7 separate regions of the Mus musculus genome follow, and all the other regions are linked to region 2. A link is a contact called in public HiCAR-type, HiChIP or PLAC-seq and promoter capture Hi-C data. All regions are on one chromosome and are shown on one strand. Each heading gives the region's core, a stretch centred on a gene start, on an enhancer-like site or on the middle of the called end of the contact. The rest is flanking DNA. Distances are from core to core; before and after follow the strand shown.

The links. Promoter capture Hi-C pulls out the DNA fragments that hold promoters and counts their contacts. HiCAR-type assays count read pairs that join an accessible place to other places. HiChIP or PLAC-seq counts read pairs in DNA pulled down with a chosen protein or histone mark. Capture Hi-C pulls out chosen DNA fragments and counts their contacts.
Region 1: a contact with region 2 is called in an H3K4me3 HiChIP or PLAC-seq map of pro-B cells, with 6 times the contacts expected there. The contact joins the enhancer-like site here to the promoter of Ap5z1 in region 2. A contact is called at or near these places in 1 of 39 promoter capture datasets (hippocampal neurons), 1 of 15 datasets of contacts at CTCF or cohesin (large pre-B cells), 3 of 484 Hi-C or Micro-C datasets (cerebral cortex, cortical neurons and olfactory sensory neurons) and 3 of 115 datasets of contacts at active chromatin or transcription factors (astrocytes, large pre-B cells and pro-B cells).
Region 3: a contact with region 2 is called in a promoter capture Hi-C map of pre-B cells, with 4 times the contacts expected there. The contact joins the promoter of Lmtk2 here to the promoter of Ap5z1 in region 2. A contact is called at or near these places in 2 of 39 promoter capture datasets (liver and pre-B cells).
Region 4: a promoter capture Hi-C map of liver shows a contact between it and region 2, with 2.9 times the contacts expected there. The contact joins the promoter of Card11 here to the promoter of Ap5z1 in region 2. A contact is called at or near these places in 1 of 39 promoter capture datasets (pre-B cells), 1 of 484 Hi-C or Micro-C datasets (B cells), 3 of 115 datasets of contacts at active chromatin or transcription factors (astrocytes, pro-B cells and stem cell-derived neural progenitor cells) and 1 of 9 other capture datasets (liver).
Region 5: a contact with region 2 is called in an H3K4me3 HiChIP or PLAC-seq map of the 230-238 cell line, with 15 times the contacts expected there. The contact joins the enhancer-like site here to the promoter of Ap5z1 in region 2. A contact is called at or near these places in 1 of 39 promoter capture datasets (neural stem cells) and 3 of 115 datasets of contacts at active chromatin or transcription factors (the 230-238 cell line, large pre-B cells and stem cell-derived neural progenitor cells).
Region 6: a HiCAR-type map of astrocytes shows a contact between it and region 2, with 4 times the contacts expected there. The contact joins the enhancer-like site here to the promoter of Ap5z1 in region 2. A contact is called at or near these places in 1 of 39 promoter capture datasets (frontonasal cranial neural crest), 2 of 115 datasets of contacts at active chromatin or transcription factors (astrocytes and large pre-B cells) and 1 of 9 other capture datasets (liver).
Region 7: a contact with region 2 is called in an H3K4me3 HiChIP or PLAC-seq map of pro-B cells, with 9 times the contacts expected there. The contact joins the enhancer-like site here to the promoter of Ap5z1 in region 2. A contact is called at or near these places in 4 of 39 promoter capture datasets (frontonasal cranial neural crest, hippocampal neurons, pre-B cells and 1 more), 1 of 484 Hi-C or Micro-C datasets (pro-B cells) and 4 of 115 datasets of contacts at active chromatin or transcription factors (astrocytes, embryonic forebrain, large pre-B cells and 1 more).

Annotation. Positions count from the first base shown.
Region 1 is chr5:141,074,539-141,077,932 of GRCm38.p6, forward strand. Gm38730 (a long non-coding RNA gene) reads left to right here. Exons shown (of 3, transcript XR_868654.1): 3 at 1-147. Among named protein-coding and RNA genes, the nearest start is that of Gm38730, 11 kb to the left of the region's middle. Within about 2 kb of position 1,878, at least 11 of the 459 cell types and tissues checked have an H3K27ac peak or open chromatin away from gene starts, as enhancers often do. A contact at or near this core is called in pro-B cells, where this site is marked.
Region 2 is chr5:142,462,615-142,465,965 of GRCm38.p6, forward strand. Ap5z1 (adaptor-related protein complex 5, zeta 1 subunit) reads left to right here and starts at 1,317. Exons shown (of 17, transcript NM_172725.2): 1 at 1,317-1,521. The coding sequence starts at 1,481.
Region 3 is chr5:144,098,351-144,101,711 of GRCm38.p6, forward strand. Lmtk2 (lemur tyrosine kinase 2) reads left to right here and starts at 2,011. Exons shown (of 14, transcript NM_001081109.2): 1 at 2,011-2,426. The coding sequence starts at 2,324.
Region 4 is chr5:140,998,975-141,002,764 of GRCm38.p6, forward strand. It overlaps Card11 (caspase recruitment domain family, member 11), which reads right to left and starts at 1,622. Exons shown (of 25, transcript NM_175362.2): 1 at 1,433-1,622.
Region 5 is chr5:140,800,683-140,804,209 of GRCm38.p6, forward strand. All of the region lies in intron 1 of Gna12 (guanine nucleotide binding protein, alpha 12), which reads right to left. Among named protein-coding and RNA genes, the nearest start is that of Gna12, 28 kb to the right of the region's middle. Within about 2 kb of position 1,254, at least 47 of the 459 cell types and tissues checked have an H3K27ac peak or open chromatin away from gene starts, as enhancers often do. A contact at or near this core is called in the 230-238 cell line and neural stem cells, where this site is marked.
Region 6 is chr5:141,042,262-141,045,670 of GRCm38.p6, forward strand. No RefSeq gene overlaps it. Among named protein-coding and RNA genes, the nearest start is that of Gm38730, 21 kb to the right of the region's middle. Within about 2 kb of position 2,015, at least 96 of the 459 cell types and tissues checked have an H3K27ac peak or open chromatin away from gene starts, as enhancers often do.
Region 7 is chr5:140,946,344-140,949,849 of GRCm38.p6, forward strand. All of the region lies in intron 1 of Card11 (caspase recruitment domain family, member 11), which reads right to left. Among named protein-coding and RNA genes, the nearest start is that of Card11, 52 kb to the right of the region's middle. Within about 2 kb of position 1,883, at least 90 of the 459 cell types and tissues checked have an H3K27ac peak or open chromatin away from gene starts, as enhancers often do. A contact at or near this core is called in hippocampal neurons and pro-B cells, where this site is marked.

The DNA.
Region 1 (3,394 bases), core at 628-3,127, 1.4 Mb before region 2:
AGAGCGTCTGTTTCACAGGAACAATTCACAGCTGAGCCCCTGTGTATGGAGCTCCAACTGTGTACCTGGGACTTCTCCAAATCACCCTCCAAACCATCTCACATTGTTTGTTGAGATGTTAGATTGTGCAATGTGCCATTTGGAAGCTGTTCCATTAAACTCAACTGTAAGTGCTTCACTGTGCAGAACTTAGAACAATGAAGAGATTTGGGGGAGAGACAGACAGCATTGTTGGCATCAGGCAGATTAGCTGGCATGTGGTAATAATAAAAAAAGCAAATTGACTGTTAGTGGGTTTTATTTCTGTTTTAATATTCTCTACTAGTGGCTGGGGATATGCCTAAGTTGGTAGAGCACCTGCCTAGAATCCCCCAGTGAGGGACTCGGTGGTGTGGCTCAGTGGTAAAGCATCTGTCTAGAATCCCCCAGTGGGGTGAGGGGCTGGGGGCGTGGCTCAGTGTTAGAGCCCCTGCCTAGAACCCCCAGTGAGGGGCTGGAGCATGGCTCAGTGTTAGAGCCCCTGCCTAGAATCCCCCAGTGAGGGGCTGGGGTGTGGCTCAGTGGTAGAGCCCTGCCTAGAATCCCCCAGTGAGGGGCTGGGGTGTGGCTCAGTGGTAGAGCCCCTGCCTAGAATCCCCCCAGTGAGGGACTTGGTGGTAAGGTCCTGAATACAGTGTTTATAATATCAATACTGCAGAGGCAAAAGGATCAGAGATTCCAGGTTAGCCATTATTACACAATTTGATCCCGTCTCAAACAAAACTAACCACAATAAAAGCATACCTTTCTCCCTACGCCCTGCCCGCTGGATGGCACTCCATGCTTGAATTGCTGTGCACTGGCACCCACCCATATCCCTGAATCACACAGATGTAGCTCAGGTCATGATAGGCCAAAGCCTCCCAGAGCTGACCTCCAGCTTGTGAAAACCACTTTGGATGCTCTGGGGTTATACCACCATTGTCTATGCAGAGTCTTTAAAATGCATTTAAATATTTCACAGAGTTTCTAAATTTTTTAGAATTCATAAATTTGCAATGGTAACAAGATCATAAAAGGAAAAGCATGCTCCCAACCAACCAGGAACACAGAACCCACTTATTTATATGTTGATCATTTATTTCTATTTTTTTCCCACCTGGATTCTCTCCAGAGATTTTATTTCTCATTTCTCAGAGAATCTAAAGACAGCAGAACTCAGTATGAAATAATCTTCGCTCTGCACCTGTTCAAATGACCAGCAAGACACTAGTCATTCATCCTTACACACAACCATCAACCCAGGGGACATGAGAAAATAAATAACCTAATATCCACACCATGGTGCCTCTCAGTGCTGCATCAGAAGGCAGATAGCATGGATAGGTATTTGAATTTTCCATGAAGGAAACTTTCTGAAGTCCCTCCCTTAAAAGTCTGGTGGACTGGGTACGCAGTATTTGGGATGGGGCCTGCTTCCCCTCTGCCTGTGTCTATCCAGCTGATGCTGGAAATCTTGTTTAATTAATAATAAACATAGCAGGATTAGTTTTTCTTTTCTATTTGAACTATATTCGAAATGGGATGGCTGGATGCTTCTTATAGAAACCCTTTGAAAATGAGACCATGTCAGAAATGAGTGATTTCTTATCATTCGGGATGCTGGCGGGGAAGTTTCAGCAGAGCAGAGAATTGATGTCACCTCCTGCTGCTGTCTCTACCACAGAGGCAGTCGGATCTACTTTCTTCCTGGACCCATGCGTGGGGGCAGCTTCTGCAGGCGGTACCTCCTTTCTGCTCTCAGAAGCTTTCTTTCTTCTTTCTGCCTGGGGTTTGCATAAGCCTTGGGAGGCCAGATGTTCCTCGGGTGCAGCAGAACCAGGCAGGCCTGAATGGAGCTGAGTCCTTGGGGACACATGCTACACAGCACAGCTCTGCCCTCACCACAGAGCTAAAGTTTACATTCAGGAGAACGAAGCTCTCAGAGGCTGGAAGACCTCAGACATGACTGCATTATGCTGTGAACTATGTGTCTTGTTGAGCTCTTGGTCAAGGTTCCTGAGCAATTTTTGCCCGAACCATGGGGAGGCTCTATTTGCAAGAATTTTTCTGTTAGGAATATTTATTGGGCCATTACCACCACACACCTGAATGCTCCTAGGAGGCCTTGTGCATGAAATTACACCCCCTTTGTTCTTTCCTTTTTCCTTCAGGATTGGGGATTGATTCCAGAGCTTCAGCCACAATAGGCAAGTGTCCTTTCTCTGAGCCACACCCCAGGCCCTTTATGGGGGACCTAGGCAGGGGCTCTACCACTGAGTCACACCCTCAGCCCCTCACTGGGGGATTCTAGGCAGGGGCTCTACCACTGAGCCACACTCCCAGCCCCTCACTGAGGGACTCTAGGCAGGAGTTCTACCACTGAGCCACGCCCCCAGCCCCTCACTGGGGGATTCTAGGCAGGGGCTCTACCACTGAGCCACGCCCCCAGCCCCTCACTGGGGGATTCTAGGCAGGGGCTCTACCACTGAACTACATCCTCAGTGTTTTTGTTTTTGTTTAATTTTTATCTTGAGATGAAGTGTCACTGATTTGCTCAGGCTGTCCTTGAGCTCCCTCTGTTGTTCAGGGTGCCTGGAATTTGACACACTCCTGTCTTAGCCTCCAGAATAGCAGATCCACAGGAGACTGTTTTTTTATGCTCTTTGCAGGTGTGTAGTTCACTGTACTGTAACACACCCTGCAGTACCTTCTCTTGTCTCTCCTTCTCCCCATCCAATGCTCCCCTTTCTCCTTCTGTGTTGATCCTGCTCTCTTTCTATACACATGTGTGCACACAAAAGACAAGCTATTTATCTTTTAGAGTTTGACGTATTATTTAACAATGATCTACAGTTCTATCCATTTTCCCATAAAGGGCATAATTTCATTTTCTTTTGTATCTGAATAAGAGTTTCTTTTGTATTCCATTGTGTGTAAATGCCACCTTCTCTTTTCTTGCGTGTCTGTTGACCATGCTCATCTGACCCTAAATCCCAGTCTTGTGAGCAGTGGACAGGACTGTTTGCCACAGCGGCTCATGCCTATAATCCCAGCACTTGGGAAGTGGAGGCAGGATGATTGGTGTGAGTTTGGGGCATCCTGGGCTACATGGTCAATTCCAAGATGGCCTGGGCTAAGACTGAAATTGTGTATGAAAAACTAGAAAGTAAAGCATGGATTCTGGGCCTTGCTGTAGCGTGCCTACTTCAGGAAGCTGGACAATGCAATGGCTGTTGGAGGTTTTTTTTTTTTTTTTTTTTTTTTTTGAAGAACCTCTATACAACTTTCCACACTGGCCACCCTGGTTCATCCCCCTAAATCCAGTCTGACTTTCTCTTCCTTCCTCTCTCTCTTTGTCTTTTCTCTCTTCTTT
Region 2 (3,351 bases), core at 67-2,566:
AACAACCCACTTGTCCCTTTTTTCTGTGTACATGTTTTTGGGTGTGACTGCACCTGTGTGTGTATTTGTGTGGAGGCAGAGGACAACCTCAGCTGCTGTTCCTCAAGTGGGGTGTGTGTTCACATGCAGAGGCATAGGCATATGTACACTGGCCACAGGAGACGTGAGCAGATCAGAGGACAGCCTTCAGGTGCCCACCCTCATGGCTACTTACACCTTGTCTGAGACAGATTCTCTTTACCATCTCATAAGCCAGGGCGGCTTATCCTCCAGCCTCAGGAGAGTCTCCTGCCTCCTCCATCTCCTGTAGGTGTGCTGGGATTACAAATCCTTACACTACTGGGCTCAGGTTTTATGTAGCTTCTGAGGACCCAAACTCAGCCTGTCAGGCCTGTGTGTCAATCACTTTCAGGTTCTGAGTCTTCTTTCTTGCCCTACCTCTTCTCTGAGACAGAATCTCTCGTTGGCCTGGGACTTGCCAAGTAAGCTAGGGCCGGCCAGCAACCCTTAGGGATACTCCGATCTCCACTTCCTCAGTGCTGGGACTGCAAGTGTGGGTTTTATTTTTATATGGCCACCCAGGGATGGAACTCAGGTACTCATGTTCACTTTTACCAGCTGAGCCGTTTCTACTTCTGCCCGTTTCTCCCTGAAGCCTTGCTTATTACTAGGCCATGAGCACTAGGTATTGATTGGCAAGAGCCAGAAAGACACGGGTCCAAGTGTCTTTCCCACTGTGACAGCTCCTCAGTCTACTACCAGTTTCCTTTTTCTGTGTGTGCAATAGGCACCCATCTCCCAACCCAAATAGGTGAATAGTGCCAGGGCCTCATCTTAAAACCCAAGACTAGCAAGACATTGGGTATTTCTGCAGCAAAGAGCCTGACAGAATTTATAAAACGTGTCTGCCATACAGCTTTTGCTAAGGATGTTCTTTCTCTGCCACCAAGTCGCGCCCCCAGCCTCTCACTGGGGTAAATCTAGTCACCCTACTGCTAAACTATGTGCCTGCCTAGTCTCTCCAGGTCTAGAGTCTACCACTGGCAGTTCCGGGATCAAAGGAAACTGTTTCGGAGCCAGGAGTTCTGGGTTCCAAGGACCACGGTTCCATGACTCCCTGGCTGCTGACTGACGTGGAGAGAAGCCCAGGAGCTAGGCGGGAACTGGCTTCTGTACTGCAATATTTTGGCCAAGGCCTCCGCCCCGCCCCGCCCACCTGCCGCAGGACCGGAAGCTGGTCTGTCTTTTGCGCGGGGGAGTGGGAGGGATGGCCCTCCCACGTGGTGTGGCACCGGAAGCCGTCAGCTAGCGCTCCAGATTCTCCCACGTGATCCAGCCAGGACGCGGGAGGGTGGTGGCGGGGGTAAGAGGTGGGGCGAAAGAGGGCAGACACAGTCCGGTCACATGACACGTCATGTGACACGATCCCGGAAGTCCGCGGCAACGTTTCGGGCACTGGTGGGCTTGGAGCCGTGTCGGCATGTTCTCGGCGGGCGCGGAAAGTCTGCTGCACCAGGCCAGGTCTGCCGATCTGGGGCTGGGGCCACGGGGCGTGAGACGAAGCCGGGGAGGAGCGGGGAGGCGGTGGTCCCGCTGCACGGTTCGGGTCTCCGTGTGGCGCCGGGTCCGGGGCTCAGGGCGACCTGCGTGGAATGTGAGGCGCACAACTCAGCTAAGGGATCCTCCTCATCGTGTCTGGGTCCATGCTAGTGCTGACCCTGCACTGAGAGTCTAGGTTCTTTCCCAAATAGCCAGCCCAAGACTTGGTGGTACGTGATTCAGCGAAGGAAACGACTACCCGAAGCCCAGACCTGATGCATTTGGTAAACTGAAAATGCAAAGGGACAAATCTGGACTCTGAGCTGGGCCACTCGTGGGGAAAGTTTAGAATGGTTAAGATCTCTGGGATCTCCCAGAGCCTGAAAGAGTTAAAAGTCTGGAGTCTACGAACAAGACAGTACTCCGAAGACAGAGGGACTTAATAGGTAAATGACCTTGCCACCAAGCCTGACTCTCTCGATTCGACCCCCGGGGCTCGGGGAGGAAGAAGAAAATCAACTCCAGCAAGTTGTCTTTGGATCTCCACTCGAGCACCCCAACATGTACATAAATAAATGTAATAAATTAAAAAACAAAGACAGTTTTCTTAAGATCTATTAGGAAAATGGTTGGTGACCCAGCCACACAGTCTCCCCATGGGCCCACAGCCCTCCTTTGCCTTCAGTACTGGGTGGGTACTTTTCATTTTTAAGCAGTAACCTTTTCATGCCAACACAAAAATAACGCTATCCTGTCTCATAGCATCTGTGGTTTATCACTGCCCCAGTTGGGTACAACCCTGGGCCATTTGTATCTCCTTTTGCTCACCCAGCCTGTTCTCTAGGTGCCTCAATAAGACTCTGGGTGGAGGATGCAGGAAACAAAGCAGGCGAGGGTGGTAGGAAAGCTACTGGAGACCTTCCTCGGCCTGGGACATGTGGTACCTGCAGAGACAGTGCAGAACCAAGTTCAAGTACCTGACAGACAGGCTCAAAATGGGGGCAGTTTGCAAACCATCAGCCCTGTCAGGACACCATAGTGGGACTGTCAGCCATGATTTAGGAAGTTGGGGGCTCTCTTCCTCAGCGCCCACAGACAACTGATCCATTTATTTATTTATTTAGAGATGGCTGAGACAGAGTTTTACTGTGTGGCCCCTGAAACTCACTCTGTAGACCAAGCTGGCCTCAGACTCACAGAGATCCACCTGCCTCTGCCTCCCAAGTGCTGGGATTAAAGGCGTGCGCCACCACCACGCTGGGCAATTCCTTCATCATGGCCCTTTATTTTGTGGTGCTGGGAAGGAACCCAGCATGCATGTAGGCAGGCACCCCTTCCACCTCTTTTCCTTCCTTTTAAGCTTGGAATAGAAGCAAGGAAACACATTTCCACACTGAAGCCCGGCTCAGTCCTAGAGTGTTTGTGTTAGGCCAGCGACATCTCAGGCTTTCTTACAGTCTTACAGCCGGGAGTCTTTGCTCTTCAGTGTGGAAGCTTTGCATTGCTCTTCTCCCAAGGCTCAGGGAAGCGGCTTTCAACACGTGTGAGTGCTGCCTTTGAAGTTGAGAGTACTTCCTTATTATGTAAGGCCCTGGGGGTGGGGGGAGCCAGGCAAACACCTTGGGAAGATAAGGAAAGGGGATCAAGAGTTTGAGTCTGGGCTATGTAGTAAGTTCAAGGCCATCCTGGGCTACATTGCAAGACTCTAGGGTAAGAGGAGAGGCAGCTTGGACTAAATATCCCTGACTTTTGAAAGACTCATAAAACCTTTTACTGGCACGGAGAAGCTGAGGCAGGAGGATTGCTGCAAGC
Region 3 (3,361 bases), core at 761-3,260, 1.6 Mb after region 2:
TCTAACTAGGAGTCTCTGAGACAAGTGCGGGGCAAAGGTAGAGGCGGTGCGGTGGGGGCTGGGGTAAAGGTTTCCATTAGACAGCCTCTGAGGAATGTGTACCTTACCCCGTGCTCCACGGGAGGGGGAAAACAGTTGTGTGTTTGTGTGTGTTTCAACTGTGGGGCTTGCTCACATAATAACAAGACCTGCTTTGTGATCGCAGAATGCCTCGTTGTTGGGGTGCATCTTAATTATGATTAATTACCAGGAGGATTATGAGGAAGGGCTTTCACTGAGCCAGCTCTGCTCCTCACAGAGCCTCTTGTCAGGTTGGAGCATGAATTCCCGGCTTCCTTGGATGCAGTGGGTAGAGCTTCCGGATGGAAGTCAACGCACAGCGGGGCAATTGTACCTCCTCTCTAGACCTTTGCCTTCCTTCCCCTCTGCCCAGAAAGATCAGCAGGAAGAGGCCGAGTTGAGCTCAAGTGTCACAGGCCGGCTACTGCTTTCCTCAGGTTTTTAGTGTGGCTTGCCTCGATCAACACCAGACATATTCCCTAGACATCCTGTGCCCCGGGCTGAGTCAGTTAGCACCACGGACAGCTAAGTGTTTACAATGGGTTTTTGGAGGGAGTTTGGAAACCAGGTGAAGCTCTGGGCTTGCAAGTTGCTAAAGTTCCACCTGATAAGATGCAAGGCAGCTCTTCAGGTGTTTTTATTCACAAATTGGACTCCCAGAGTCAGCAAAGGTGGTCTCCCCAACCCCAAGGAAGGGGCTCAGAGCTGTGTTACAGTCAAACACTTTCTCCCTTTCTATTATGTGTGCATGGATGTATGTGTTGTGTGCATGGATGTATGTGTTGTGTGCATGGATGTATGTGTTGCTTGTGTTTGCATGTGATTTGTTTATGTGTGTGCATTTTCTCCACCTGTCCCTGTGTATGTATGTGTGTGTGTGTGTGTGTGTGTGTGTGTGTGTGAAGGCCAGAAGAGTGTCTTTCCTCGGGGTCAGGGTCCACTTTTTGTTTTTGAGGCAGGGTCTCTTATTGGCCCGAAACTTACCTAGCAAGTTTGTCTGGCTTGTCAGCGAGTCCTACGAGCCATCTTTTTTTCTGCCTCTTCAGCAAGCATTGTCCACTAAGGTTAGATTTTCTTTATGTGGATTTCTTGGGGATCAAATTCAGGCCCTCAAGCTTGCAAGGCAAGCAATCTCTTCATTGCATTTGAGACATCTTCTACCTCACCTGGAAGTTGCTCCCTCCTCACACCCATCACCAACACCTAGCACAGTTCCAGTAGAGAACACCCAGGAGGAGCTCCAAGGTGACTCAAGACAGGGCTGCTGTCCTCAAGGGGTTTACAGTCACAGGAACAATAAAACATGACAGTCGGCCCAGGGCTGGGCTAGGTCGGGGCTGTGGATGCTCAGTTATTTGTGGGATTGGGGTGAAGCCATCGATGAAGTCATACATATTCCAGGTGTGTCTTGACGAATGAAAGGATGCGCATCTGCCAGGTGAACAAGAGGGGGCAGGAAGGGCTGGCTGTCTTGGCAGAGGAGCTGGCTTGAGCTCACTGCTACGTCAGTAAGTGAAGTCAGAAACATTCTGTGCTTGATCAATTAAAATTTTTAAAAATTTCAACGTTTCCTCAAGAGCTTATCTGATATGAGGGTCAGCCTAAGAAGAAGAGGCTAAGAAAGTTCTGATAAGTGAAAATGAAGAAAGTAAAACCGGGGATAAAATACCGAGAACCATGTTGGTAAAAATTAGAAAAGAAAAATAAAAAGTAGGAGAAAGAGAGACAAAAGTCCCAGATTAAATTATGTGGGTTATTATGGACTTCTTTATATCTTCCTAAAATAATTGTCGATGTTACCTGCTGCCCACGCCTCATTCCTCTGTCTGCAGGGGGCGCACCGATCGCCACCTTGCCGCCTATGGCTGAGAGGGTGGGGCTCCCGGAGTCAGTATGGATTGACGATTGGCTGGTCCAGGTGTCGGTCCCGGCATCCCGCCTCAGCTCTACGTCACATGACGCAGCCCATCATGGCGGCGGGAGCGCGGCTGCCTGGGCCCGCGGCTCCGCAGGCTGGGCGCCGTTGCTGCTGTTGAGGGGCGGCGGCGGCGGCGGTGGCGGCGCTGACGGGCGGGAAGGATGATGCTGGCTCCGAGGCCAGAGCGGCGGATGCAGACCAGGAACAAGGTTGACGTTTGGCTAAAGAGACGTGTGTCCCGAAGCAGCCGGCGCCGGTGTCGCTGAGGCGGCGCGGAGGGCTGACCGACTGACTGAAGGCGGCGACCCGAGAGCCGGCCCCGTGGGGGACCGCGCGGTGGACGAGATGCCGGGGCCGCCGGCGTCGCCGCCGCCGCCGATGCTCCTGCTGCTCCTGCTCCTGACGGTCGGCTGTGCCCGGGCCGCGCCACTTCCGCAAACAGGTGCAGGTGAGCGGAGCCCGGGGGCTGCGGGGCCGCTGCGTCTTGCGGGGCGGCGGCGAGGGCGGCGGGCTTGCGGGGTTGGGCCACCTCTGCGGCGGATCGGAGGCCTGCCGAGGGCAGGAGGCCGCGGGATGCCCGCGATCTCAGGGAGATTTCTTGCCGCAGGGGCGTGGGATGGGGGGCGGGGGCGCGGCGACACGGTGGGGGTTGGGGAAGACGGCGGGGCGAGGTGGCAGCGATGGGTTCCCCTACCTCCCGGGGGACTCTTTTTCCCGGACTCTTAAACTTGTTGCCCTAAAGGTACCTCCAGCTTCTGTCCTCGACACTTCCTTTTTTTTTTTTTTCTTCTTCCAGATGTCACCTGCCTCTGGTGGCTTTTCTCCCGTCTTATTATAAGAACCGTTTCTTATTTCTCGTCATTCCTTAAATGAAACCAATGACTCGCGGAAGCTGTGCAGTTTCCTTGGCTCACCGAAACTTGTTCTAAAGTTGTAAATTGATTTTAGATGCTGTGGTTGTTGGGCTATTGGTTTATTTATCTGTTTATTTATTTATTTTTTCGGAATGAGTCGCTGGGGATGAGAAAGGAACAAACGATACATAATTTTGTTTTAGGAAGCTAGTGACTGGAGTAGCATAGCAGCTTTTGCGTATCCACTGACAAATTGGCCTGAGGGTAATTGAACTATTTCAGCGAGTGATTCTCTTTTCAAGCTCTCAGCCCTTCTGTATTTTCTGCATATAGTTTTGATTTGGAGTTTATAAATAAAACTTCAGCCAAAGAAACCATCTCAGAAATTTTAAGAAAAAAAAACAAATCTAGGCTAACTTTCCATCATTACGGCTTTCTTTCTTTCTTTCTTTTTTTTTTTCAACGAAGGGGGAGGTATTGACATTTCAAAGAACTTTAGAGGTTGGAAGAAAGCTTAAAGATAATTTAG
Region 4 (3,790 bases), core at 372-2,871, 1.5 Mb before region 2:
GGAAAGCTGCACTAGAGATTGGAGAAGAAAGCGCCTCACCATCTTACCTCAGCCTGGGATCCTTGCTGAGCTCTGGAGCCCAGCTGCCTCCCATGCTCTTCCTCTGAGTTCTTTGTTATCAGAGCATACTACCATCAAGACAGGCATCGCAGGGCAAGCAACCTCATATTTCACATGCTTTCTGTGGCCCCCAAGTGTCAAGTACAGAACGGCCCAGGAAGTACTCACTGATCAACTGACTCAAATAAAATCAAATTGGCGTCCTCACAAGAGAGTTTTGTCTGTCTAGACTTTCTCTCTATAGGCCAGGCTAGCTTAGAATTCGCAGCCCTATAGCCTCAGCTTTCAGAGTGCCTGGCAACCATGTGAGTTTTACCTGCAGATTTGCTGTAGTGGTTTTTTTCATCTTAGTTGCAGGTAGGATACTTTGTGTGCAGTCTCTGAGGCTGGGTGTGGGTGTGGGTATAGGGGTGACATCTCCCTGTGTGACATCATCAGCCTGCTTTGCTGATACTCTGCTAATAGAATCTGCATAGGTGTAGACCACTTCCCTGTGATGCCGCACAGCTGAAGTTCCCTGGTTTTATGCTCGAAGCACCCATCACAGGCCTGGAGGGATCTATTTTCTCTTTACAGACGTCTCGAGGAAGGAGATAAGTGGGGTTCAGGGAAGGCATGAGGGTGAAGAACTGCAGTCAAATTCCTGTCCATACACTAATTCACATCCACTGATTTCCAGGACATATTATGCATACACAGGTACTAAATAAATGTTAAGTGAGGGACCCCTCCCCCTGCTTCCTAGTAGGTCAGACCTTCCAGAAAAGTCATAAATGTCACAAGAAAAAAAAAACCAACTTTTTTTCAAACTACAAATCAAACTGGCTGTACAGAAGTCAAGGCTGAGCTGCTGGCCTCTGGCTAAGACAGTGAGAGGAAGTCCAGGCTTAGGCCATGGTCCTGAGCCATCTGCTCCCCACAGCGTAATAGCTGATACATCACTCTATCCTGTATTCAGTACCCCTAAGGGACAGAAGAGCTCTTTAACCTTCTCATCAGGTTTGGGGAAGAGGCTCTACGCAGCAGGCCATTGGTACCCCAATAGACATGTCTCCCATGACACGGTACCTCTCTTTGGAGAGCAAGGAAGGCCACCTACTCAAGACCCTCTGAGTTAGGCTGGGCTGTGACCTGCAAACTTCCCTTCCTCTCTGGTGATATCTAGGGGAGGAGCAGTTTAGCGACCCAAGAGTTACAAAGTGAAGTCCAAAACCTTTAGCGAGGGCTAGGGGAGAGGGGCAGGGCAGGGTGCAGAGCGGACTCCTTACCACTCCTCCATGCTACCTTCCCTAAGGCCTCCAGCTTGCCCCTGCTGTCCCTACAGCACAGCCTCTTCACATCCTTCTCTCTTCCCCAGCCCGGCCGCACCTACCTGGGGTGCTCATGCTCCACAGGCTCGGCGAGGCGCTTCCTCCACGCTGCTCTCCAACTTCCTCCAGCACTGGGCTCTGGGCTCCAGCATGCACCTGCCTGAGGCTGCCACCCTCCCTGGGCCTTGGTGACCCGTAGGGATGCGAGGCGCCAGGAGTCCAGAGATCAGAAAACTCAAGGGGAGGAGAGAGAAGTGGGAGAGAGAGAGAAGAGAGAAGAGAGAGAGAGAAAGTGTGTCATAGGCTGGTAGGGGCGGGGGAGAAAAATGCAAAACCAGACAGGAAATGAGATTTGAAAAAAATTGCAAAAGGTTAGAAAAAGAGATAAGGAGGGGGAGGGGTTGAGCTTGAGCCTAAGGCTTTGGGGGCCTGGCTGTAATGAGGGAAGGGGTGTGCCAGGGTCAGGGGCCTGGGTGCTGAGTCCAAGGTGGCCAGGCCACCTGCTTTAAGTGTGGTGAAGCTGGTTCAGCCTGGGCTGTCAATTAACGAGGTCCCAGTGTAGACTTAGGAGGGGTAACTACATTTTTAGTTATTTGTAGGGTAATTTGGAGTTTCTTCATTGGGAGGGGTGATGTGGAAGAGGGCAGCTACTCCTACCATGAGAGAGTCAAGTTTGCTCAGAAATGGAACCAGGAACCTGAAAGAATATGTCCCTAAAATAAATAGACAGCACATGGTCCCCAACACTAGGCTCAGAGAAATAAGCTCCCCTTAGAAGAAAACTCTTTGAAAAATTAATTAAGATTACTTTTTAAAGTGTGTGTGGGGGGGGGCATATGTGCACTGGTTTCTGAAAGATGCTGTCTGTGCCTGGCTTTACAGATTGCTCTCTGCCTTCTGCCCTTGAGTGTCCTGCTGGACCTGGAGCTAGGCTGGGGGACAGTAAGCTCAGTGACCCCCCTCTTGCCACCCCCACAGCCTTGGGGTTGCAGACCTGGCCACACTCCGCTTTGTGTGGGAGCACTTGGGATTTGAACTTGGGTCCTCCTGCTTGCACACCAAGAACGCTTATAAATGTTTCAGTCTGTAAAGGAGAGCACTCCCCACCACTCCATGCAAGCTAAGAAAGGAATCCACAGGCTTTAACACAACTCAAGCACATGAAGATACACAAGGGTATATGCACCAGGCTGACAGCTTCTCACCAACTGAATAAAAACGTGTAGTTCACACCTACACCATGATCCATCCAAACACGAGACTTCTATGTCTGCCTCTTCCAGTCATGGTCCCACCTAGCAGGAGCACACTCAGTCCCAGCTGAGACTGGCTTTGCCCATTCAGGAGCATTGTTAGTTTTTGGTTTTGCATTATGGAGGTTGAATCCAGGGTCTTCTACATAGTAAGCAGGCATTCTACTGTTAAGATGTACCTCTAGCCCCCCTCACTGAGGGATCCTAGGCAGGGCCTCTACCACTGAGCCACACCCCCAGCCCCTCACTGGGGGATTCTAGGCAGGGGCTTTACCACTGAGCCATGCCCCCAACCCCTCACTGGGGAATTCTAGGCAGGTGCTCTACCACTGAGCCATGCCCCCAACCCCTCACTGGGGGACTAGGCAGGGGCTCTACCACTGAGGCACGCCCCCAGCCCCTCACTGGGGGATTCTAGGCAGGGGCTTTACCACTGAGCCACGCCCCTAACCCCTCACTGGGGGATTCTAGTCAGGGGCTCTACCACTGAGGCATGCCCCCAGCCCCTCACTGGGGGACTAGGCAGGGGCTCTACCACTGAGCCACACCCTCAGCCCCTCACTGGGGGATTTTAGGCAGGTGCTCTACCACTGAGCCACGCCCCAGCCCCTCACTGGGGGATTCTAGGCAGGGGCTCTACCACTGAGCCACACCCCAGCCCCTCACTGGGGGATTCTAGGCAGGTGTGCTCCTGCTGAGTCTCATCCCCAGTCCCTGGTCATGACTTCCCATAACTGGAAGCAGGCATAGGCTCCCTTTTGTTTTTCCCTCTCACTCAGTCTTCAGGTCTTCAGTTTTTGACATTTATGGATGGGATTGCATGCAGGTGTAGTTCATTAAATCTTGGCTTCCCCCACCCAAATCTTCTTTAAAAATGTTAAAGTTTCAGAAAGTTTGGGAGAACAATATAGTGATAGTCACAATTTCCCACCACCTGATTCTCTAATTGACAGTTTGGTGCATCATAATTTCCCTGCCCATCTATCTTTGTTTCAGATGCACTTCAGGCAGGTAGGAGATATTGTCCAGGTGCTGTCTACAGACTCCATCTTGTGTGTCACTGTGCGATAACTGGGCTTGTCCCATATTGGGGATTAGACCCCAAGCATCACATACAGCACACAAGCTGTGTACTCAGGCTTCTTTTCACTTTTGTTTTTAAAAATT
Region 5 (3,527 bases), core at 4-2,503, 1.7 Mb before region 2:
AAGCCCAAACCTCAAAGCCTTAGGAGCAGGCCAACATCAGACTGTCAAAACCAAAGGATAGAATTAAGGTCTCTCTCCACACTGTCCTCAGTCAGGAACTATGGGTTGTACGGAAGGGAGGGGATGAGCTATGGTGACTTGAGTTCACACCAGGACAAACAGATACTTCTGTACATGGCTGTCTCTTAGGGGACAGGTAGGCAAAACCACTGGTCAGAAACTGACTTTGCATTGCAAATGAAATGTCCCCCTGAAGTTCAAGTCCCTCCTTAGTAAACTACTGTCATAAAAGGTATAAGTCACTGTAGTCAGTGTGTGGTGGGTCTCATCCGTAATAGCAGACTGACGTTTGCCTCTATGGATTGCTTTCTGGCTGCCATGTTCTTTCCAGCTGACCCCAGGGCGCTGGTTCTTTCTGCTCCCTGTGTGACTGCCTGTGTCAGTGGCTCCCCAGGAGCCACTGAATCCTTTCCCTCAGTCTCAGAATCACCTGGGGAAGCTGAATCCCAAACCTCTTGATTCAAGGTCTTGGGGGCCGGAGCCCAGGCTGAGCATTTCTGAGGGCCTGTCCTGTGGCTCCTCAGGCTGCTGCCTGTCTAACTAGGACAGGATGATGGTGGATCTCACATTTCTTGGCACCCAAGACTCACAGGCGAATCCATTTTCTGCATCTCTGGTGTTATGACACCTGAAGCCTTGCTGATGGGAGAGACATGGCCCTTTCCAGGACAAGACATCCTCTGTGATAACACTTCATGTCTGACCAGCCAACACAGACCACATACTCAGAGGCACCTCTTTGAAGTTCCCCTGGCTTTTCCCTGCTTGATTCTTTATTCCTCTGCTCTAGTCACCTAGGGCAGGTACTTGACAAGCAGGGAATATTCTGTGGCACCTGACATGATTTGAATTGTCTGATCCTAAATCTCTTATCTGACTTTCTTGTTTCTTTTCACAGAAACCACAATGAATGTGGTTCACGACATGGTGTGCCAGCTCCTGCTTCCCAGACCAGTGAGCACTAAGCCACCAGCTGAATGTCTCCCATCCCTGCAGGAGACAGGTCCTGGTGTCCCTTCATCACCCTTTCCTTCTTTTTGCAGCACACATACTCAGTAAGATCCAATGATATATTTACTGTGCATTGTTCATTAATCTAAAATAAGCTGTGTGGTTTTCCAGACCTTGGATAAGTCCCTTGAGAAGCAGTGTTGACGGCATCTGGTGGAGCCAGCCTGGCCTGCAACCGCCCCTCGACCCACATCTAAGTACGTTCCAGGGCAGTTCTGGCCACAACACACTAGGGACAGGGGCAAGGACATACAGTGCGGCACTGTAGGGCACAAGGGAAATGGTAAACAACCTGACTGCACATCAGGAGGGAAACAGATCACCACTGTGGCAAGCCATACACTGGGTAGAAGGAACAGATAAAACTCTACATACCAGCATGGCAGGGACACAAACAGAAGATTGAAAAATTTTATTTTTCAAACAGTGTGTTCAAAATTTGTTTACATTTTTAACACACACACACATACACACACACACACACACACACACGCACGCACACACACGCACACACACACAGAGATAGTAATAGAGGTATAAGACCGTATCTCTGGGCCAAGGGCAGCAGCTATAGGAAGAATAACTTCCTATACAAAGCTAACAAAATGGCATCTAGCTGTGTCAAGACAAGTCAGGTGTGCACTGAACCCTTTTTACCCCAGAGCAACCATGAGAAAGCAATAATCATATCTGAGCTGCCTTCCAGTGAGGACAGCGCATACACTGGGCTCCTGAATGGACCTCCTTCCTCTTCCAGGTGGCCACTACATTCTTCTTACTCTCCCTGCACCTCTGCCCACGGCTGCTTTAGGGCAAGGTCCCACTCAGCCTGCAGCACGAGAATTACAGATTGCATACTTTGTCTCTTCCAATCACAACAGTGATGTCCCACCACACTTACTTTTACTTGTGTGTATGTCTATGTGGAGCTGGTGTGCTCACATGTGTGTCTGTGGAGGCCAGGGGCTGACCTCAGGTGCTGAAACTCAGAAGTCATCTTTCTTGGTTTTTGGTTGTTTGCTTTAGTTTTGAAACAGGGTCTCTCAATGGAACCTAGGGCTCATTGACTAGGCTAGGTTAGCTGATGAGTGAGCCCTAGAGATTTCCTATCTCTGCCTCTCAGTACTGTGACTGTAGTCAGACAGTACCTCACCTGTCTTTATGGGTGCTGGGACCTGAACTCAGGTCCTCATGCTTGCATGAGTAAGCACTTTACTGATTGGGCTATCTCCTTAGTTCTTTCCATTATCTCGGGCTCTTAATTTTCTTGAGACTTGCTAGACAGCCCAGGCTAGCCTAAAATTATGCAGGCCAGGCTGGCCTTAAACTCCTGGGTCCTCCTGTCTCAGCCTCCTGGATGCTGGGATTATAGCTATGTATACCACGATAAATGGGCTGTTTACTATATCCTTCTCCCTGTCCCCATGTCTACTGGCTGCTGTGCTCTACTGATTCTCATTTGCCTTGCCTGTCTACAGTCCCCAGGTATGATACTTTCTGAGTATCATTCCCTGTCCCCTCAGACACCTGCTACTTTGTTTCTTTCGCAAGTCTTTTCTAAGCATCCCTGAGCCAGGAAGCTCCCAAATCAGCAACTGTTTCTTCCCTCAATCTGCTTTATTCTTCTTCATCTCTTATCACTGGCATCACACCTCTTTCTTTCTCCTTAAAAAAAAATTACTCATCTTAGTGTATGGGTATTTTGAGTATGTATGTATGTATGTATGTATGCATGCATGCATGCATGCATCAGGCATTTGTCTGGTGTCCACAGAGGCCAGGCATTGTATCCTTTGGAACTGGAGTTACAAATAGTTGTGAGCTGCTTTCTAGGTCCTGGGAATTGAATTGAGGTCCTCTGGAAGAGCAGTCAGTGCTCTTAACTGCAGAACAATCTTTCCAGCCCACTTTATGGTTTTTGTTTGTTTTGAGAGGTGATATCAGTATGTAGCATCAATCTGTCCCAAAGCTTGCAATCCTCCTGCCTCAAACTTCTGGTTTCTGGAACTACAAGTACATGCTACCATGCCTGGATCATGTATTTCTTAATTTACTTATTCCTAGGCTGTCCAACCCCAAGAATGTAAATTTCATGGCTGCAAGGGCTGTGTCTATTTGACTACTGCTGTCTTCCCAATGATGAGTTTAGCTCTTGGCACTCGGGAGTTTCTGGGTTGAATGAATGAATGCATGCACTTATCCCAGGACACAGAGATGGAGCTGCTGAGGACTCCAGTCCAAGCAGTGTGCTTTCAGTTCCAGGAGGTGAGGCAGCATCATGGAAGATATTTCCAAGTGAGTAAGTGGAAGACACATCTAAAATAAGAACGATGATGTCTTCGCTGTCAGCCGTGACTGATGCACTCTTGGAATGTTTCGTCCCTTTCTGCCTCCCTTCCTGGGTCTCTCCCACTTGCAAATCTCTCTTCTCAGTTTTATTTTTACGTCTCTGTGAG
Region 6 (3,409 bases), core at 765-3,264, 1.4 Mb before region 2:
AATCCTGTGTCACCCCTCTCCTTTCCATAGGAAGAGAGAGAGAGGAAGGGCCTGTTTTAGACGTAACCATGTGCCCAGTGATGCTGAAATTCTAACCGCTCCCCCCACCCAGGGCCTGGAATGCAGCCTTATTGGGAAATAGGTTCTCTACAGATAACCAAATTAAGACAAGGTCTTTAGGCAGACCCTGTGGTGGTTCATTTTAATTGTCAGTTTATGGGATTTAGAATCACGGGGTTGGGGGGGGGGAGTGTTGCAAGGGTGGAGGGGTAGTGGTAAGTAGGGAGGTTTGGGTGGTGGGTATAAGGGAGTGGGAACCTCTGGACATGTCTAGGAGGGAGTTTCTATATTGGGTGAACTGAGGTAGGAAGACCCACCCTCACAGTGAGCAGGACCGCCCTATGGGGCGGGGTCCTGGACTGAGGCTAAAGGAGGCAGCTGAGTCCCAGCATTCCTGTCTCCCTGTGCAAGGTCAGTTGTTAATTGTCCAGCGATACAGTCTAGGATCACCTGGGAGAATTGGCTCCATGAGGGATGATTATCTAGATCCGATCTTGCGCTTAAGTTAAAGGGAGCTGAGCAGCAGGTGGTTTGGGTCAGGGCTTGTCTTGATTTGCCTTAACTCATGTGCCAAGCCCCAGTCTGAGTGGCCAGCAGCAGCCCTTGGTTTGGAGCCGGCATGTGTAAGGGTAGAGAACTGTCTGACTGTTAGGCACGTCTTCAATCATTTCTCTCCTCCGGACTGGATGGGATGTTCCTAGCTGCTTTACATCCATGCATTGTCTTCCTGCTGTGATGAACAGTACCCTGGAGTTGTGAGCTGCCTCCCTTAAGTGCACAAGTCAAGGGTCATCAAAGATTGTTGTCAAGTGACAGAGATGGGAAGACATACCTCTTGCTTTCCAGTCCTCCGTAGGAACCAAGCTGAGACCCCTTGACCTTGGACTTCAGACCCCACCCCACCCCCAACCCCCCAACAGCATGACATGTTACTACTGAGCTGCCTGGCTGGTGGTACTGTCTCATAGCAGGCCTGGCTAACGCAGGATTCAGCAGAGGGGTCATGCGATCTTTCCTCCACATATGCATGTGCTGATGTGTGTGCAAGTGTGCATGCATGTATGTGCACATGTGTGGAGGTTGATGGTTAAGTGTCTTCCTGCATTGGTTGTGCTTCACCTTAGTTCTTAAGGCAGGATCTTTCACTGAGCCGAGAGCTGGCTGGCCAGTGAGCCTCAGGAGTCCACTTGCCTCTGTATCCCTCTGTGCTGCAGTTAAAGAGGAATGCTTGACACCTGGCTTTAAGTATATCTAATATTACTTATTCTCTGGGAGTTGCATGCACGTCTACAAGACATTTTGATCCTATCCACCCTCTAATTCCCTTTTCCAAGACCCCCTATTATGTCCCCCTCCCAACTTTATGTGTTCTTATTTTGTTACAACAGGCTGAATCCAGTTATGGCAGCTCCTACCCATGTGTGTAAGGCAGAAGCGTTTGCTGTCTTTGACTATAACTGACTCCCTCCCCTTGCAGCAATCAGCTGCCAATCATGGATGAGGGTGGAGCCTGTGAGCTCCTCCCCAATCCATGCTGGAATGATGTCGGGCTTGTCTGTGCGCAGGTAACCACAGCAGCTGTGGGTTCACGGGTACCATGGTCATGTCCAGAAGCCAGTGTTTCACAACTCTCTTCTTCATCTTCTGCCTGGCTTCCATGATGTTCCCTGAATCATGTAGGAGGGTTGGATATAGATGCCCCATTTAGGGCCGAGCACGCAGCAGATTTTTTTTTTTTTCTGAGCACTTTGAGGTGCACCGTGGGAGCTGAGGATCCAAACGCAGGTCCTTGCGCTTACACAGGAACTAAGCCATCTCTTCAGTCCTTAAAAGGACGAAGAAAAAGAATCTGTTGCTGGGAAAGGAAGAGCCGTGAGGTTTGCCCACTGCCAGCCCACAGACTTGATGCAGCTTCGTGCTCTACTTCCTGTGCTGAGGGGTGGAGTGTGCAGCTTCTGCGAACAAAGCTAGGGTGTCGGATGGAGCCCATAGCTGAGCAGTTGGGAGAGCAGACGGGCAGCGTGCAGGATGTAACTCTGCCTGCACTAGCCTGCTGGGCACGCTGGTCTCTCATGCTTGCTGAAGACCCTTATCCCAGGAGGCAACGGTCCTGCCGTGAGACAGAGGTTCAGGAGGGCGTGGGTGCCGAGTGGATGCGTCTCCCATTTCAATTATGTTTAATGTGTGCAAAAGAGGGACACTTCTAGAAAGAATCATAAAAACCTGAAACCTTTTGGAACCAGGTGTCTAAGAAGACTTCAGTTTCAGGGGCAGATGCCTATGTGAACGTGTGTCACCATTATTAAAGTCACAATGGCTCTCTCTCTTGGAAGAATTTGGAATGTCACTAGAACTTTCTAAAGACAAAAGCCAACAAAAGAAAAAGCCAGGCACTACAGCATGTGCCTGTAATCTCCACACACTGGAGGCCAAAGCGAAAAGATTGAGAATTTGAGGCTAGCCTGGGCTATGTAGGAAGACTGTCTCAAAAAGAAAAGGAAACAAAACAAAGCAAAAAGCGCAGCCAGCTGTTATCTTTGGCCCTGAATAAGGCTTAAAAATGATGATTAACATAATCACAAAAGTATGATTTAATCCGTGCAAGGTTATAAATATTAATTGGGAAAAGACGTTATATTGGGAGCATTATTATACACTATGATGTTAATTTTATGAAAATCAGTCCACGCAGCACGCACACTTTTCTTTACTTTTCTCCTCAGCTTTTGCTGGCGGTCTCGGTCTTACTGTGTGGATAAACACTTCCTGTTTCAGCAGCTACCTCTGCCTGGGGTCGGGGGTGGGATCCTGATACCACAGGACCTTGTGATTTCCCACAGATAAGAATCGGAGGCTGCAGAAGCAGGATAAGGGGTTGAGCCTGTAAGCTAGGTGCTTTCAGTGATAATTGTGATTATGTGTGGATGAGTGTGTGTGTGTGTGTGTGTGTGTGTGTGTGTGTGTGTGCATGAATGTCCGTATGTGCTCAAGTGCATGTGTGCTTGTGCATGTGCGTGTGTGTGCGAGAGTGTGTGTGTGTGGAGGGCAGAGGGCAACCTTAGGTGGCAGTCCTTAGTGCCTGGCCACCTTAACTATTAGGACAAATTCTCTCACTCCTTAGAACTGCCTGTGTAGGCTAGGCCAACCACCAGCAAGCCCAGGTATCCATCCACCAAGCATCTCCATCCACCCCAGCACTGAGCTACATGCAAGTGACACTAGGCCCGGACTTTTCTACATGGGCATTGAGTGTCTGAGCTCAGGTACTAATGTAATGTGTTGGCCTATGCTGGCTAATTTGGGGCCCCCAAGACTGAAACACCAGAGATGAGAGAGTCTGAAAGAGTTC
Region 7 (3,506 bases), core at 633-3,132, 1.5 Mb before region 2:
ACGCAGACGGTCTCTAACGCATGATCTTCCTGTTTCAACCTCCCAAGTTCTGGGACTACACTTAAGGAGTTTAATTCTCAACCCATTGAAATGAATTTAATCCTATAAGAGCCAGCTGTGTGTGGTCGCTTGTCTCTGAACAAACAGCTCATGGGGCTTCTAAAGTCTCTCTCACTTTTTCTTTTATGCATAAGTGTGGCACGCACATGTGTGGGTGCACCCATGTGTGAAGGTTTACAGGTAATGTGTCTATGTGTGTATGTGTTTAAGTATATGTGTATTTGTGTGTTTATGTGTATGTGTGTGTTTGTGTGTATGTGTGTATGTATGTATGTATATGTATGTATGTATGTGTATTTGTGTGTTTATGTGTGTGTTTGTGTGTATGTGTATGTGTGTGTTTGTGTGTGTATGTGTGTTTGTGTGTATGTGTGTATGTATGTATGTATGTATGTATGTATGTATGTGTGTATTTGTGTGTTTATGTGTGTGTGTGTGTGTTGTGTGTGAAAGTTGAAGGATAACCTCAGTGTCACTGACATACTGCAGGTGTCTTCCTTTGAGACAGGGTCTCTTATTGTTCTGGATTTCACCAAGGAAGCATGCTACTTGGTCATTAAGTCCCAGGGATCCTCCTGCCTCAGCCTCTCATCTTGTCTGACGTTCCTTTTCAAAGCGAATCTTGGGATCGAGGTTGGGTCCTCATCCTTAAAAGACAAATGCTTTGCCTTCTCAGTCACCTCCTCTGCCCCTTCCAAGCCTTTTCAAGGTGCATTTCCCAAGACATCTCATAGACTTCCAGTCTAGAGTCAAACATTCTGGTGACCTTCAGTGGCTTCTAAGGGGAGGCCATCTTTGGGGTCCCCAGGTTTGTTCAAGGCTTCTGGGAGAAGTGGCTCACCCTGCACATGCCTGATATGACTCTCAAGTGCAGGTTTCCCAGGGTAGCCTGGGGCATTTTGCTGGACAGCACCCCACTCCTCTCCTCATGTGCACACGCATAAGCAACCCCATGGGAACCAGCTGACAGCACTGGGGGTGGCGGGAAAGAATCCTTCCCCAGCAGAGAGGGTCGCCTTTCTGCGGGGCCACAGGCTGAAAGCAGACATGACATACTTCATCTAGCTCCCCCCAGAGAAGGCTGCGAACATCTCCAGCTTTCCAGAAAACACACTTCAAGCACTAACCCCACTCCTCAACTGTGACAGTGTGCTCAGTTAGAAGAAACAAGGAACCCACGTGTGACAACAGAAGAAACAGGTACATATTGCTCCCATGGAACCTCGGGGTTCGTGGAGAGCCTTCCATGGGCCAGTTCTGGGCTCTGCACAAGCCCAGCCTAGTGTGATGTAGGGTCCCTTGCAGCCCAGAATACACATCCAGTTTAGGAGATGACAAAGTAAGGGATGCCTGTCATCCCAATACTGGGGCAGGAAGAGGCAGGAGGATTTCTGGTCATCTTGGGCCACACAGAGTCCCTATCATAAAAGCCTTAGGGCTAGGGATGTGTGTAGCTCAGTGGTAGACAGCTTGCCTGGACACATAAAAGACCCTAGGCTTCATCCCAAGCACCAAGGTAAAAAGCGTGAAGGGACATGTTTGAAGGCCCCGAGCACACCCACACAGACAAGAGCAGAAGGACCAGGTGTGGAGAGTATTCACACCAGCAGGCCCGGGACACAGACAGCTTCGGCAGCTCTGCTTATGCAGGCCACAGAGGGATTGTGGGAGGTGTACTCATGGGCTTCTACACCAGCCGTATCCTGGGCTTGGCAGGGGCATCTGTCCAGGAGTCTCTCAAATTCCCTGTCCTCTGCTGTGGGGAGCAAGGCACCCGGAAAGTGCTGACGCTGGCAGGCTGCCACAGCCTCCCCCGGAAGCCCACATGGGTGCCGCACTCTGAGGAGGCTACAACTATTTTTAGCAGGTGCAGAGGGAGGCGGTGGTGGGCTGCACACTTCTCCTTTTGCTTTATTCTGAGCAGAACCTGAAGACGGATGTGGTGGTACACATTGTCATCCTAGCTGCTAAGAAGCTAAGGCATGAGGATGGCAAGCGTGAGGCTAGCCTGGGCTATAGTATGAGAATCTGTCCCCACAACAGAAAGAGACAAAACTAAGCCAGGCACTTGGCAGGCAGGCGCTTATAATCCTAGTGCTGGAGCTGAGGGTGGGGCTGGGGGCGGGACACATCCTCATACTTCACTGGCTAGACAGCCCAGCTAACCAGTGACCTCCAAGGTCAGCAGAGGGCTGGGGAGAGGGCTTAGCAAGTAAAGATGCTGGGCACACAAGCCAGAGGACCTGAGTTTGATCACTAGCACCAACACACATGGAAGGAGAGAACACCGAGTGGTCCTCGGACCTCCACAGGAGGACTGTGACACAAGTCCACATACATTATGCAACAGATACACACACACACACACACACACACACACACACACACACACACACACACACATCATAACACACATCACAGACACACACATCATACACACATCATACACACATCATAGACACTTCACAGACACAGATCACACATCATACACACACATTACAGACAGATACATCATACACATACAATTACAGACATACAGACATATACATCACACACACATCATACACACATATCATACACACACATCATACACACACATCAAGACACACACATCATACTCACACATCATACACACACATATCAGACACACACATAACACACACACACATCATACACACACATCACAGACACACACATCCCATTACATATCACATACACATTATATACACAGCACAGAAACACATATCATAACACACATCACAGAAACATAGACATACACACACATTGCATCGAATATCAACACACACAGATATACATCATACACACACATCACAGCCACACAGCCACACACACACACCAAAAGAAAAAAGAACACAGAGTAGGAATGATCTATGGAGATGCTTGACATTAGCCTCAGCTCTTGACACCCACACACCGCACACACTTGCTTACATACCAGTGTGCATGTAGAAATTAACATGCACACACACACATGTGCTACATACACATTGCACACATGGTTTTAAAAAGTAATAAAAAGGAAGAAAAACACAGTAAACCCCCAAACACCAGCTGCTTAAGATTGCCTACGTGGAGTCTGTGGGTGATTTGAGCTCCTGGGTAAGAACAAGGCTCAGACCAGCGCACAGAGACCTGGGGTGCAGAGCGCAGAGAGCCAGGGTGCAGGAGCCATGGGTGGCAGAAGGGGTGCCCAGGAGCCTCTCTTCCCCAGCATCCTTGATGGCACCCCCCTGTGCAACTGGCTCCTGCTGCCATGCCAGATCCTCACCCAGGAGATCAAGAGCTCCACCTGGGAGGTAACGGGGGCCTGGCATTCCAGAAAAAAAGCATCTGTCTGCAGGTACATGAGGTAGTCTGTTCTTGTCTCTTGACTTTGCTGTTAGTGAACACAGAGCCCCAGTATGATCCCTACCACATCCTAGCAC